3 separate regions of the Mus musculus genome follow, and regions 1 and 2 are each linked to region 3. Evidence: chromatin contacts called from public Hi-C and HiChIP or PLAC-seq data. All regions are on one chromosome and are shown on one strand. Each heading gives the region's core, a stretch centred on a gene start, on an enhancer-like site or on the middle of the called end of the contact. The rest is flanking DNA. Distances are from core to core; before and after follow the strand shown. Region 1 has its middle 81 kb from the start of Lhfpl2. Region 2 has its middle 61 kb from the start of Lhfpl2. Region 3 overlaps Lhfpl2 (lipoma HMGIC fusion partner-like 2).

Evidence for each region. HiChIP or PLAC-seq counts read pairs in DNA pulled down with a chosen protein or histone mark. Hi-C and Micro-C count contacts between places; a contact is called where the count stands out from the background.
Region 1: a CTCF HiChIP or PLAC-seq map of the NIH/3T3 cell line shows a contact between it and region 3, with 7 read pairs. The contact joins two enhancer-like sites. A contact is called at or near these places in 1 of 15 datasets of contacts at CTCF or cohesin (the NIH/3T3 cell line), 6 of 115 datasets of contacts at active chromatin or transcription factors (astrocytes, bone marrow-derived macrophages, extraembryonic endoderm stem cells and 3 more) and 3 of 9 other capture datasets (adipose tissue, embryonic stem cells and liver).
Region 2: a Hi-C map of muscle stem cells shows a contact between it and region 3, with 2.0 times the contacts expected there. The contact joins two enhancer-like sites. A contact is called at or near these places in 5 of 484 Hi-C or Micro-C datasets (the C2C12 cell line, bone marrow-derived macrophages, muscle stem cells and 1 more), 6 of 115 datasets of contacts at active chromatin or transcription factors (bone marrow-derived macrophages, extraembryonic endoderm stem cells, fibro-adipogenic progenitors and 3 more) and 3 of 9 other capture datasets (adipose tissue, embryonic stem cells and liver).

What each region holds. Positions count from the first base shown.
Region 1 is chr13:93,974,335-93,979,152 of GRCm38.p6, reverse strand. No RefSeq gene overlaps it. Among named protein-coding and RNA genes, the nearest start is that of Lhfpl2, 81 kb to the left of the region's middle. Within about 2 kb of position 2,027, at least 50 of the 459 cell types and tissues checked have an H3K27ac peak or open chromatin away from gene starts, as enhancers often do. A contact at or near this core is called in the NIH/3T3 cell line, where this site is marked.
Region 2 is chr13:93,994,200-93,998,624 of GRCm38.p6, reverse strand. No RefSeq gene overlaps it. Among named protein-coding and RNA genes, the nearest start is that of Lhfpl2, 61 kb to the left of the region's middle. Within about 2 kb of position 2,029, at least 64 of the 459 cell types and tissues checked have an H3K27ac peak or open chromatin away from gene starts, as enhancers often do. A contact at or near this core is called in the C2C12 cell line, fibro-adipogenic progenitors and muscle stem cells, where this site is marked.
Region 3 is chr13:94,177,160-94,182,219 of GRCm38.p6, reverse strand. The region is part of intron 3 of Lhfpl2 (lipoma HMGIC fusion partner-like 2); the gene reads right to left. It overlaps LOC115488151 (a long non-coding RNA gene), which reads right to left. Exons shown (of 2, transcript XR_003950582.1): 2 at 1-5,060. Among named protein-coding and RNA genes, the nearest start is that of Scamp1, 110 kb to the left of the region's middle. Within about 2 kb of position 3,454, at least 98 of the 459 cell types and tissues checked have an H3K27ac peak or open chromatin away from gene starts, as enhancers often do. A contact at or near this core is called in the C2C12 cell line, the NIH/3T3 cell line, fibro-adipogenic progenitors and 1 more, where this site is marked.

The DNA of each region.
Region 1 (4,818 bases), core at 778-3,277, 200 kb after region 3:
ATCTCATTCAACTTCTTACGGTTTTTTTTGGGGGGGTGGGGGAGGAGTGAGAGAGGCATGGCAAATTATACAAAAATAACACCACGGGTCAAACAAGCAAAGTTCATAGGACTCCTGGGCACTAAAGAAGCTACCCTGGGATACTTGGCATTAGATTTGTTTTCAGTGCTAGAGAAGGAACCAGGACCTTGCATGTTCTTTGCCAAGGTGGGTCATTCCCGTCAAGTATTGGCCGTGACCTGGCATGGTCAGCAGACTGAGGTTGACGTATCTCTCCAGTGGCAGGCTTCTTTGTAGGTTGCCAGGCCACCTCCCATTTCCTCCTTTTATGTTCAGAAAAATCCAAGCCGCCCAGTGAAGCTCATTTACCTTAGCGGCATCTCGGGACCAGTGTTAGCAGCGTGCTATGAGTGTGAAGCTGTGCTCATGGGAAATACAGAAGGATAGCCACAAAATGATGAAGACAGTCACCTACCGGATAGTGTGTCACAAGGCTACGATTCTGTGCCACCATCCCACCGAGAGCACATGCAGACACCAACCCTGGGAATTTCACCTGAAAAAGTCCACATTTCTAACCATCTGGATAGTGATTGGAGAAAAGGACCCTTGAATCCCTACCCCACACTTTGGGATAAAATTAATACTAAACATATTAAAGACAAAAAATTTTAAAGTCAAAGAACACACACACACGTGCTTAAAAAAATCATGAGAAAATTAATCTGTCCCCAAATATTTTTTCATGAAGAAATTATCATTAGTAAATTCAAAAGGCAAATAATAAACTGGAAAACTCACATTAAGGCAGAAAATTAATTTTGCCTCCCCTCCCCCCAGTTCTTATAGAAAGGGAGCTGCAGACCAATAGAAATATAGGTAAGACTTGAGGACACAACTAATCCCAGAGGAGTACACACACAAGGGATACTCACCGAATGCTCAGAGAAATGCAATCTTAAAAACACAATTCGATTATACTTTTAAAAGCAGCTTGTTTTTGAAAGTCATTAAAGCATCATGCTTTACTCCTGGGGTTAGAGAGGTAAGAAAACTGGAGGGTATCATTTTTATTTTATACAGTAAGGCTGACTGCTAGGGGAACTGCCTTCCCTTGCACCTCAGGATCTCATAACCTTCTTGATAGAGTGTGCACTGTGGTTCAGGGGGCTCAGAGCTCATTCAGAGCTCATTCTCAGTATCTCACAAGCGCTGGTTACTAAGAAATGCACAGGACTTGCCTTTTATTCTGGTGTGCTGCCCCAGGGCGGAAAGACCTCCTGAGGTCAAACAAAGGAACAATTCAAAATACTGGCATTGGCCTTGAGAAAGTACGCAACATTAAAGGTGGGGAAGTGAACCTTCCAAGTCTAATTAGAGCCTGCACTTATAATTCCCAAGCTTTGGCGTCCAAGATGAGAAAAGGACTTACTGGGTTTCTGTTTTTGAAAATGTTACCGGGCTTGTAACGTTATATAATTGCCCATTCCCCAACAAGCCAGGTGCAGCCACCTGTCCTCAATAAACCAACTAAAAGAACCAACAGAATAGTGGAGAGCAGAAAAGAGTGATTTATTCAATGTGGCACACTGAGAGGCAAAGAGACCCAGTGTCACCCCCACATCACCTCCGAGTCTATCTTCAGGGTCCTAACATGAGGGTGAGGTTTAAATAGAAGATAAAATAGACAGATAGTTAAGCAGTCTGACTGGCCACTGAGCGGCCCTGACCATCACTGTCTAACTTCCAAGTTGAGATGTAAATTTTCTCCTCTGACACACAAGTTCACCCTCTAGCAGACAAGTTCCTCTTTCAGACACCCCAGTGCACTTTAGACGTCTCTTCTCCCAGTAGAGCCTTGAGGGGATTTGTGAAGTCTACTGGCTCAGAGAGCCAAAGAGAGAGCTACAGATGTCATTTTCGACTGCCTTAATTCTTCCCAGACAAGCTGATTACAGTAATAGACCCCTGGGTATGTTTTGTTTTTTTAAAATGTGTAATAGGACTTCTTAGGAAATTCAATTTCTGCTTGCTTAATACATATTGTTGAGTATTGCCAAGATTAAAAATAAGAGGGATGGACAGGATGTGGTCAGTCGTAGAAAGTGACTAACCGTACGTTCTTTTTTTTTTTTTTGGTTTTTCGAGACAGGGTTTCTCTGTATAGCCCTGGCTGTCCTGGAACTCACTTTGTAGACCAGGCTGGCCTCGAACTCAAGAGATCCACCTGCCTCTGCCTCCCGAGTGCTGGGATTAAAGGCGTGCGCCACCACGCCCGGCTAACCGTACGTTCTTAATGGCTGAAGCAGACACATCTTTCCAAGAGGCGTATCCCTGAGAAATTTTCACCATTATGTTTAATATATAACAAAAAAATCTGTTTATTTTCATTAGTATGCATATGACCGTTTGTCTGCATGTGTGTACGTGTATACATCTGCATGCTCATGACCCTGAAGGCCAGAAAAGGGTGTCAAATCCCTGGCTGGAGTTATGGATGTGAGCTGCCATGTGGGTGCTGAGAACTGAACCTGGGTTCTGCAAGGGTAGCCGCAGTGCTCTTCACTGCAGATCGGTCTCACCCACCTTGACTCCCTTCTGTGTGATGATAAGAGTTGGTGAGACCACTTGTGCTGGCAACTCTGTCTGAACGATTTCTATCATTGAGCTTAACAGTCACAAGAAATTACAATCTGTTTACATACTTTTGTGACAAAGAATGACAAAGTGATTTAGAAATAAAAAAGGTGTTCCGGCGCTTGGATTTATTACACCAGACGTAATAAATATTCCTGTGGGGAAAGGGGATGGGTTCTACATTCAACATGTGTAAAGTTGCCTAGTACTGGAGAGTAGCTTGTTGGTGCAGTATAAAGTGGGTAATAGCAGATATAGAATGGCTACTTGAGTACATTTTTAATGATGTAAGAAGATCAGTAAAAGGATGTGAGGAGCTTTAAACATGTCTACTTATAACATGCTGGAAAATATACATTTTGTTGAAGTAACTTTTTATAGCTACAAAGAGAAAGGGCTGATTTTCAGTTCTTTGGAAGACAGGACAACTAGGTAATTTGAACTATTGCCCTCAGGAACAGCTGACCAGAAATCTTAGCAGGTGAAAACCTCATCCATCAAGAGATGAGCAATTTATCAATGACAGGGAGAAACAGAAAGCAGTAAGCCCTGGTCTGCCTTCTCGGTCTAGGTAGGGAGGTCCAATCTAGGCAGGCTGCCTGGAGGGAGTGAGTCACAATAGACCTTGGCAGAAGCAGTGCACCAATAAAGAACGCAGCCTAGCCTCTCAGGAATGCAAGACAAACCCCATGCCATGAAATACTCCCTGCCACATCCTCTGGGGTTGCACAGCCTTCTGACATCTCCCTCTGCCTTCCCACCTCGAATCCCTGCAAATCTCCCGCTTTCAAACGCCCCTCTGACTGTCTCTTGACAACTTGCCTAGTCCCTGCTGTCTGAGATGTCAGTGAGTACTGCTCAGGTTTGGTGCAGGAGCATGCCACTGTATAAAGGTTCCTTTGCCCTGACAGCTTGGAACCTTTTCTTTTTTTCGTGTGCTATACCTGCTTCCTAGCTTGGTGGAGACACATTCAGCCCCAGGTGGGCTTACCCTAAAACCTGTGTTCTCAATTAGCACATGTTAAAGCCAAAGGGTTGTCATTAGTAGTTACACCTGGCCAACCAGGGAAACCAGGACTTCCCTGGTCATCCAAGCTACGGGCTTCCTATTAAGAAGGAAGGAAGAAGAAAACAGCTCAAAATATTAGATTTATGGGAAGGGCCATGCCAGAGCAGCAATTAAACCCGTGAGATCTGGGCCCAGTTGGTAGAATGCTTGCCTTGCATGCATGAAGCCCTGAGTGTCATTAATCCCCGGTACTGCATAAACAAAGGACAGTGATTCACATCTATAATCCCTGTACTTGAAGATAGTGTGACAAGATAGCCAGAAGTTCCATGTTCTCCTCAGCTTCATAGTGAGTTCCAGGCTGTCCTGGGATACATGAGACCATGTTTCCAAACACCACCAGCCCTGGGAGACCTGGACTAGAAATGGCCCTTGTCACCATTGACCTGTATGAGAGGGATGCACACTGAGAATGGATGGCTGTTGTGTTGATACTATGGCAGCACCAGACACCACTGGGGGTAGAAGAACAGCTAGCGACCTACTGTGATTAGGGAGTACAGAAAACTCCAGGTGGATAGATGGGCTTGGTGGGGACATAATACATTGCCTCTTTTCTAAGTAACCTGAGAACACAGGTCACAGGACAGGTCCGTTTGAAGTTGGGACCAGGGATGGTATAGGAAAATGTCTAAGTAGACAGTATTGAACGAGGTTTGCTGAGATGAGGGATCCTTTGTGGGCCACCACTGCTAGGCCGGGTACTCAGTACTCAGTGTGGGACAGTCCCACGTGCATCTCCCTTTCAGCTTTCGCCAAGAACATATGGCATGATTTCCTGTGCTTCACCCAGTATGGAATGTCCTGTTGGCCGATTGTTTGTCTGGATTGTCTTTTTACTTTTGAGGTTACAATTACACTGTTTCCTCCACCCCTTTACTCTCTATAAGCCCTCCCATAAACCCTCTGTGCCTTGCTCTCTTTCAAATTTGTGGCCTCCTTTCTCATTGGTTGAAATCTCTTTTAAAGGATATCACAGGGTTAGGGATGCAACCTAGTGATAGATCATGTGCTTAGCACCAAAGAGGCCCCGGGTTCAATTCCCAGTGCAGGAAAAAAAGAAGGGGAGGGAGGGTGGATCATTACAGGACATAGGCAAAACCAGAGATAAA
Region 2 (4,425 bases), core at 780-3,279, 180 kb after region 3:
ACCATGAATCACTCTCTAGCAGGGAGACAGAGGGGATGGTGTCAGGCAGTGTGATACAGTCAGCCCGGTGTATTCAATCTCAGCACAGGGATTGCTCTTCAGCCCCCATCTCCCAGTTCAGAGGAGCAGGAGGAGTCAGGACCCACAGCACCAGAAGAGTCTAGAGGGCTATCCTAGGACACAGTGACCCACCAGTGTGAGCATAGCACAGGAGATAAAAATTAAATGTAAGGTGACTTTAAAATGTTGATTGGTTACTTAAACAAAGCTAACTAGCCTCTCCATATAGTCTGGAAGATCCAAGCCCTGGATATCTTGAAATTCACCCTGGATGATTCAGCCTGGCATAGAATGGGTGTCCATGAGACATTGTCTCCTCCCGCCCCCCCCCCCCCCCCGGGAGGGCTTGTCTCGGGCAGTCTTGCCCAGTTGCAGGTGAGTCAGCTCACAGACCTGTGACTCATCATTCTGGCCCTTGCTGGTTAGCCACCCGTTTTATTACAGCCATCCATTTTGCCAAATACACCCTCACTGCATGCACGGATGCTTTCTGGGGGATGGGGAAAGGCATGGAAGGGGTGTCATCGTGCTCCCCAAGAAAATGAAACCACATTGTCACATGAATTCTCTATCTGGTAACTGTTGAGTCAAAGGGCAGTGTCTTCCTTGATCACTCTCTACCTTATTTTTCGAGACAAGGTCTCTCACTAAACCTATATCTCACTGACGAAGGAGTTTGTCTATCTACCTCTGCCTCCTGACTCCTACCTCCGGGTTACAAATGTATGCTGTCCCGCCTGGAGATTTGAACCTAGCTCCTCGTGCTTGCATGGCAGCGACTTTACCGAGTGAGCTACCTCCCAGCCCAGTTATACTTCTCAGTTTAGTATTTTGCCTTTCCTGGGAACCCCACGTGCTGTTGCCCATAGGTTTGTGAGTGCTTGTCATGGAGGAACAGCCCCGCCCTACTCCTCCGCTAGCAGAGCTACTAGAGGCTGTGGTCGTAGGAAGGGAGGCACCTGGCTGAACCCTCAAACATGGAAGGCTCCAGGTGAGTCTTCAGCTAGCACCTGAGACACCCAGACAAAGGCTTCCCTGTGGTCCTCTTCATGACACAATCCCTGGGACTGAATCTGCTTAGCTTGCCTCCCCCCATCATCCCTTTTGTATATTCTTAGGCAACCTTCAACTGTTGAGTGTCTACTCACCCAGGTGGCAGATAGCCTACATGTTTTCCAACATTCTTTTCCACAGTTTGTCCTTTGGCTACTTAATTTCTTTAGGTCTAATCTGGGGTTTGGGGGGAACAGGGAATAATTGAGAAAGGCAAAGAGTGAGATATCTTCACTGTCCACATTAGCCCCTGTCATTCAGGAACCATCTAGAATGGGCTGGATTCTATCATTTCCTCTTCGTGGCTTACTCATGTGTCTTTCCAGAGACTCAGGAGGAACTCTGCCCATCTATATTGAAGTGCATTTGGGCCTCCTGACTCTCTCACAAGCTTCTCTTCCCACGACACCATATCCTAGTATTTGGTGACCATGAAGCCAAACACATGCTCTCAGTGGTTTGGCGGGACATTTGACAGGTCACTCCTGGCTCTTATTGTCATGAGTAGACAGATGACAACTCTGAAGGTCTTTGCCAACAGCTGTCAGCAGTCTTAATTTTCACAGTTACAGACTGAGACGGTAAACCTATCTCACGGCTGGTCTCATGCCTTCAGTAGCCACACTCAGATTAGCCATGTGTCCAAATGCTCCTGACATTTCCAGATCATTTTGAAGCCAATGACTCTTTGCAAAGGGCAGAGGCGAACACCGTAACCATCCAAAATCAATACAGAAGAGTGATAGATGGGGAAATAAGCCTGGGTAGCACAAAGCAAAAGAAATAACAGAGCCAAAGGTCACGGAGCAATTGCTTTCTAATTTGTCTTTATAAAAAGGAGAAGGAATCGAAGGGGAAATTGGCAAGTCCAAGTGAGACTGTCAGAAACACTTAACGCTCTGAGGCTGTGCCACTAACTGTCTTGCACAATGTCAGAGGAAGTGAAGTTGAAATTGAGAATATTTTCACAAGTCTGGGCCAGCCAGGAAGCTGGGGGAAAATACTCTTAAATTTAGGAAAATTACAGGCTTGCTATTTGACATTAGTTGGAGAAAAACACCAAACCTCAGACCTTATGTGGAGAACTTGAATCAGAGAAGGTATTTTAAACTCCTTGCTTGGCCCAGGAGGGTCAGAAATACTGTTAGTAGGAGCTACAGGAAGACACTGACCTTGGGAAATGGGGAAGGAGGCCTCACATCTTGCTTACCTTATTAACTGTTCAGGCAAGGGCTTAGAGAATCTGACCTGGAGGAATGGGCCCAGGGAGAAGTCTTGAACAACGCTAGAGACCCTATGAGAGGCCTAACCCCAGCATCACAGGGGAGTAACAAACAACAAATATACCTAATGCCTTCAAAGAAATGAGAGAGACCAGGGAGCACGCAGTCTCAGATGATAAAAAACATTATCAGAATCTAATGAGTGGTCAGAGGGGCAGCCATTGAGTTTTAGGAAACAGACCCAAAGGCCCTTTAGTACAATCAAATTTGTCCAGACATATATACAATTAGAACCAGTGGGTAATTCAAAGCACTTGGGTACATGGCTCATTTTAAAAACTGATGTTGGGACAATCGGATAGTCATCGAAACAAGGATAAATTCTAGGGAGTTGAAGACCTGGAAAGAACTATATAGTCACTAGAAGATGGGAGATTTAAACGGTTAATTTTGTAGTAGTGGTAGTAGTCGTGATAGTAGTAGTAGTAGTGGTAGTGGTAGTAGTAGTCGTCTTCATCTAGAAGTATGATTATTTTGTATAAGGCTCAAGACAGACAATTTTGATTGTAGGAAAGCAAAACCATTTCTACATAGGAGCCCTTTGCACAAGTGAAGTCTAAGGAAATATGTCATAACAAGGGAGTTGAGTAAGGGAACAGTGCATACTGGATGCAGAAGAAGCAATCCTTTAACAGATGAAAAGTCTGGGCTTTTGTTCCTGTCTCTGTGGTAAGAGAAAAGCAACTTACTACGTAAAAAGGGTGTATTTGTCTTAGGACTCCAGGTTACAACCCTCCCTTGTGAGGGAACCAAGGCAGCATTGGAGCAGCTAGCTCTATTCCTTCCATAGTCAAGAGCAGAGAGCAAGGAATTAATGCAGGCGTTAGAGCTCTCCTCTCCCCTTTCTGCAATTTTTCAGTCCAGCTTTCCCCTGCATAAGAGCGGCTCTCACAGCAGGTGAATCTTCCCACTAATTAAGATGATTCCCCATAGATATGCCCACGGGTCAGCTTAATCCAGACAAGCCCTCTAGACTCCCTTCCCAGGTGATTCTTGGTTGTGTCAAGTTTACAATTAACACCAACCAAAATGAAAGACCAGTAATTCATGGTCAGCCTTATCCACGAGAACTATGACAAGAACTATGTTGCTTTCACCTGCTAGCTAGATCCTGAGGTGGGCGGAAGGGGAGGAGCCTCTTGGGGAAACAGCCACTGTTAAGTTGGTTGGCGATGGTGGCTTGGTTCCTTTAATTTTCTGGAAAAAGTCTTGGGAAAGATCTATTAGGATTTTATTCACATCATGAACATGTGGTCCTGGAAACTCACTCTGGGAATGTGATGCACAGATCCTGTTGTGCAATTGTGAAGTGAGGGGTGTGTGTGTGAGAGAAAGCTCTGTGCGACGTTATTTATACCCGTAGATCTTTTGTTTCAATTTCTTGAGTCAAAAAAAAAGTGTTTCATATTTCTATCTTTTTAAAGTTTGTGGATATTTGCACATCTTTGATTAATTAAGCATCCCTAATCCAAGGACTGATTGTTTGTTTGTTTATTTATTTATTTATTTGTTTGTTTAATGAAGTTACCACTTGAAAGGTCTCCTAGGGGACTTTGGAGTTAGTGATGTTCACTCTTCTTCAGGCTGAGGAAAAGACTAACCATTGTCCAGTGTGGAGAACAGAGAGAAATGCCTTGTAATCTATCAAATGACAGGCTTACGATATGGCTTGGTGACAAAGTGCTTGCTTAGCATGTATGTGAGCCTGGGCTCGATCCACAGCACTACAAAGCAATGCATGAGGCAGAGAGCAAGTTCATAGACATCCTTCAAGACAGTGTTTTCAATGTTAATTAATAAATGTAATCATATCCAACCAAATTATTAAATGTTTATTTTCTATATAGAGCAAGATTGAATGTTTTTTTTTTAAAAACTGGATAAGAAAGTAAATAGACAAATTAGATTTCCTCTCTTCCTTTTGAAAGATGACACAAGATATTATAGTAGTTTTAAAGGGAAAGAACAAAAACTGTAATCCTCTAGGATGGTGTGTGCCCAGCTCTTTCACTCATCAGCTGGAGATTTT
Region 3 (5,060 bases), core at 2,205-4,704:
TCCCCAGGTGTCCACAGGCTAGCTCTTTCTACTAACAGCACCGCCCTGGCTGAGGAACTGGCAAGGAGACTGTGCTTCGGCGTCAGGCATGGGGGTGGGAGGCTCGGCAGCCTAAATGGAATGAGTCCTCTGGATGACAATCAGATCTTAGTCAGGATAAAAGGACCTTACAGTCAAGGCCCTGAGAGAAGCTGCTGTTGTAGTTACTGAAAACTAATGGCTACCAATTAAGAATCCTCTGATGCCAAGAAAGGGTGTCTTAGTCAGGGTTTCTATAACTGTATAAACATCATGACAAGAAGCAAGTTGGGAAGGAAATGATTTATTCAGCTTACACTTCCACACTTCTGTTCATCACCAAAGGAAGTCAGGACTGGAACTCAAGCAGGTCAGGAAGCCAGAGCAGATGCAGAGGCTATGGAGGGATGTTACTTATTGGCTTGCTTTCTTATAAAACCCAGGACTACCAGCCTAGGAATGGCACCACCCACAGTGGGCCCTCCCCACTTCATCACTAATTGAGAAAATGCCTTACAGCTGGATCTCATGGAGGCATTTCCTCAACTGAAGCTCCTTTCTCTGTGATAACTCCAGCTTGTGTCAAGTTGACACAAAACTAGCCAATCCAGAAGGCATGGAGATACAGTCTGTAAGGGAGATGGGGTCTCTCCATTGTCCAAGCCTTTCTAGACACAGAACCAGCCAGCAGAGGGCATGGAGATACAGTCTGTAAGGAAGAGGGGTCTCTCCATTGTCCAAGCCTTTCTAGGTCTTTTCCAGCACAGCAGCAGCAGCAGCTTCCACTCCGTGCATCCCACACATGGTTTTGTTTATACCTTCCCAGTTATGGGAAATTATTTCCCATTCAGAGTGAGAACCTACATATGAACTGTGGGTGGGTTACTAGGAGAACTTAATAAAGTATTTAATAAAGTACTCATCCGTCATGAAAGATAGTTCCTGTTTGGCAATTCAAGATAAGCTTGCATAGGACTGAAGAGATGGGTCAGCCGTTAGAGCATGTGCTAAATTTGCTGAGGACTAAGTTTGCTTCCTAGCACCCACAATCTGGCAGCTCACTGCAGCCTATAACTCCAGTCTCAGGGCAGCCAATTCCTCTTCTGACCTCTACATGCACATGGTCCACATATGTACATCCAGGCACATACACATACACATTAAATCAACCCTAAGACTCCATACATACTAGGCATGTACTTCCAGGAGTTACACCCCCAAGTGAGTGAAAAATAAAGCCAACCAAACAAAACCCAAACCCTGAAGGGACTGGGAGTGAAATCTTCCAGAAATAAGTCAACTACTTGCCAGTGGATCTCCAAGTGCAAATGTTAAGCAATTCCTGCAGCACACCAGATGTCACCGCTCAATACTGGGCCACTGGGATTGTCCTCTGTGACTGAACACAGCCACTCAGATCTGAAACTAGAGTTGTGGGGCACTGGCTTGCACTGTTTGTTTATAAAGCAAGCAGTGTTGAGGATGGAACCTTAACATACTAAACCAGCTTATTACTGCTGAGTCCTAGGCCCCACCCTTGTTTTTTTAAGACATGATCAGACCTCGTCACCTTTATTGATTGGCCTGGAACCTGTCACTCTCTGGCCTGAGTCCTAGGGTTACAAGTATGTGCAGTATTTTAATACTGGCTTTACATTCTCAGCATGTGTATTTTTAGGGTGTGTGTGTCTATTTACTAAAGTTACTTGAAAGAACATTATTAAATAACAAACTCATATTTGTACTATAACACAGAGATATAGTTTTTTTTTTTAAAGTGGTTTTACAGCTTTGGAAAATACTACCATTGCCTTAGCTCTTAAAACAGAGTGCCTACATCACTCAGGTAAATAAACATTCAGAGCCACGTCAAAGCCATTATCCCATGACTTGCTAATGTAGGTTGAACACAGAGCATCAGCCGCTTCACGGTGGTTTATGCCTGCAATCAAGTAGGTGCCGCGGCAGACTGTTTTCATATTCTATTTGCAAATCAGACACTGTATCTGAATTTTAAGAGCGTTTGCAATTTTCTTCAGGCCCATACAACAGATTCTTCTTAAAAAATGCATCCCAGCCTCTGGATTCTTCACATTAATGGCTGCCTGGTCTATCTGTGGTTAAACACTAGTCTTTATTTCATGGTATGACTGGGCTCTTTATATATATATATATATATTTGGTTCCCTTTACACATACGTGTGTGTATATATATACACAGTTCCCGTTGGAGAGGCCGGAGGTATTGTATTCCCCTTGTAGCTGGAGTCACAGGTGGTCATGAACCACCTAATATGGAATCTGCATTTTCTAAGAGAGTGGCACTTGCTTCTTTACCATCTCTGTAGGCCCAACCTGTGATACTGTAAAACTGATTCAAACAGGAAACTGTTAACAGAGGCATTGTCTGTGTAGAGAAACCAAGAGCCCCCATCCGGGAAGCCAGAAGTCTCCTGTGCCTGGCTTTCACCAAAAGGGAGAGCTGGCTTGTCCTCACAATTCTCCTTAAGTCCCCTTTCCCTGGGGAGATCCAAAGTTGCTCACCAAGGTCACTCTGCCTTCTCAGGATAAGGTAGGTGACTTTCTCAGAGGTAAAATTATGCCTAGGCTCGTCTTCATCCTGAGACCCTGGTTTCGTTCCTCTCCCCTTTCTTAGTGATTTCATCCTTCTGGTCTTGAATGAACGAACAGGGAGAGGAAAAGCGTACGGGTAGGCTGAGACCCAGCTGGGCTATGCATGCCACTGGCGGCGGCTCCTGCTGCTGGTTTTCACACGATGGGAGAAGAGCAATGAACCCAGTTCCAGATGTCAGTCATGGTGTGCCTGCCCACTCGCCTCTCAGACACTGGCTCAGGAAGGTCAGTTCTAGATGGAACGAGTGGTGTCCGACGTGCCCTCTATACCTCCACTCACACTCTGGTTCACGAGGGAAGACCAAGCCTGGCTGGCAATTGTGGTGTTTACGTGCCCACTCACCCCTCCGCACACTCACCTTCATGAACACAATGGCAGCTGGTGCCACACACAGCCGCTCACACTTAGATGCGGTGTCACGGTCATCAAAGCCCCCCAACGTCCTCTCACATTCTCTTACCACTTTTCCTTTGCACAGTCTCTCCCACTCTCTCCCACTCTGCTCACTTCTAAGGAAACAGGATCATACACACCAGGCCCTTCGTGGCCAAGGCTGGGGTTCCCATGGCGACCCCCTCCACTGTAGCAGACCTGCAGACCAGAGTGACAGCTGGCTGAGAAGGCCCTGTGAGGCTGATCACACAGACAGAGGGCCGACCGGAGTAGAGTATGAGATCCAACAGACAGAAAGAAGCTTGTGAGGCAGGACTGGAAGACAGCAGGCAGCCAGGCTCAGCAACCGGCATGGCAAAGCCTAGCAGAACCCATCCCTGCCAACACCACTGAGCCAAGTCCTGAGCTCATTTGAATGGCTTCTGTCCCAAACCTGAGTCACTGGGGATTCGGTGGACGTCTGTGTTCACACTGTATGCATTTCAAAAAACAAACTGCTTGATGCTGTCATGGAAAACCTGGATCTTTGCATTCTACAGTTTCAGTATGGATTACATCCAGGTCACAACCTACGGAAGACAGCTGGCAAAAGCCAGCCCTGCTGGCCAGCTACCCAGCTTTTGTAACGAGTCCCAGAGGGATTGGAACCCATGTGTGCTGCTGGCTCTGCCAAGTCCCAGACTTGCTCTCCTCTAGTGCACACCAGTCTGAGGTTTCTGCGGCCGGGGGAGTCTGAGCAGCCACCTGCAGTCAAGACTCAAGTGTGGAAGCTGCCTCCAGGAAGAAAAAGTATAAGGACGTGTACGTGTGGGAAAGAGGAAGAGTATCTGCTCTTTTGTGCTTCTTGGAACCGTGATGGAAGACCCAACTGTCCAAGGCCTCAGGACGGCTCTGCACCTGTGCCGGACAGCCTCACCCCAGGCAGGCAGTCAAGGAACCAGAGAGCAGTACCAGGCAGAAAATACAGGACTTGAAGATAATATGGCCAACTACAATGGCTTATAAAAGGTATCCAACCCCTTAGAATGCAAAAGCATCCTAAAGTTTGGTGGCAAGAAAGCAGCAACATTTTCACGATCACCACAGAGCTAACACCATCTCCCAGACGCCAAACACCATGTTTGTCATGCTAGTAAACTAACATAACCCTCAAACGCCTTTACCATGATTAGATTCGTTTACAAGTGGGCAGACTTGGAGCTTAGAGAAATGGGCTTAGTTGACCAATGTTTCTCAGGCCTTCTGAGGTAAGGCCTAACTCCAGTGATGGCCAGAGGTGACTGCTTAACACCAAGGCTTCTGTGTGAGGGTAGAGATGTCCAGTTTCCTGGCTGTCGATAGGTCAGGCCTTGAAACAAATCCTACTATTTCAGTTATCTGGACTTGATGCTTTAAAAGTTAACAGGTAAGAAATTTCTACTGAGGCGATAGTATCTTTCACACGTAACTCTAACGCCAAAATACCACTATTTAAAATGTTTTGTTTTGAGCGAGGGTCTTGATACATAGCCCAGGCTGGACTTGAACTTAAGATCCTTCTGCCTCCCTCTCCCAAATGCTCAGGTTACATACAGTTCAGTTTGTATTTCTATATAAGCCTGTGGAATATTTATTTTTTTTAAATTAGGTATGCCTCAGGAATATGCTTATGTCATCTCGTAATTTTACATCCTGTCACTTTTTAAAGTGTCATTTTTCCATGGAGCAAGAAGCAATACTAACACTTACCCCAGTGTTAGTATTATACAGCTCTAGGAAGAGCTTCTTTGCATCCAGGTAAACAGACCACAAGGGGGCGTAGTAGAGGAACACTCCAGGCAGCCACTCATGCGTTGAGGGTGGGTAGGACAGCCGCTAGCAAAGAGAAGGACCGTCACCATCTCCACACTGGTGTGGCTACTTTTGTAGCCAAATGTTCCAGGCCTAGGCCTACAGGGGCCTAGGGCCTGGTGTGGACCTCAATCCCGGGAGAAGGAACTTAGTAGCCCTTTTAGCAGACATGGGCACACGGGAA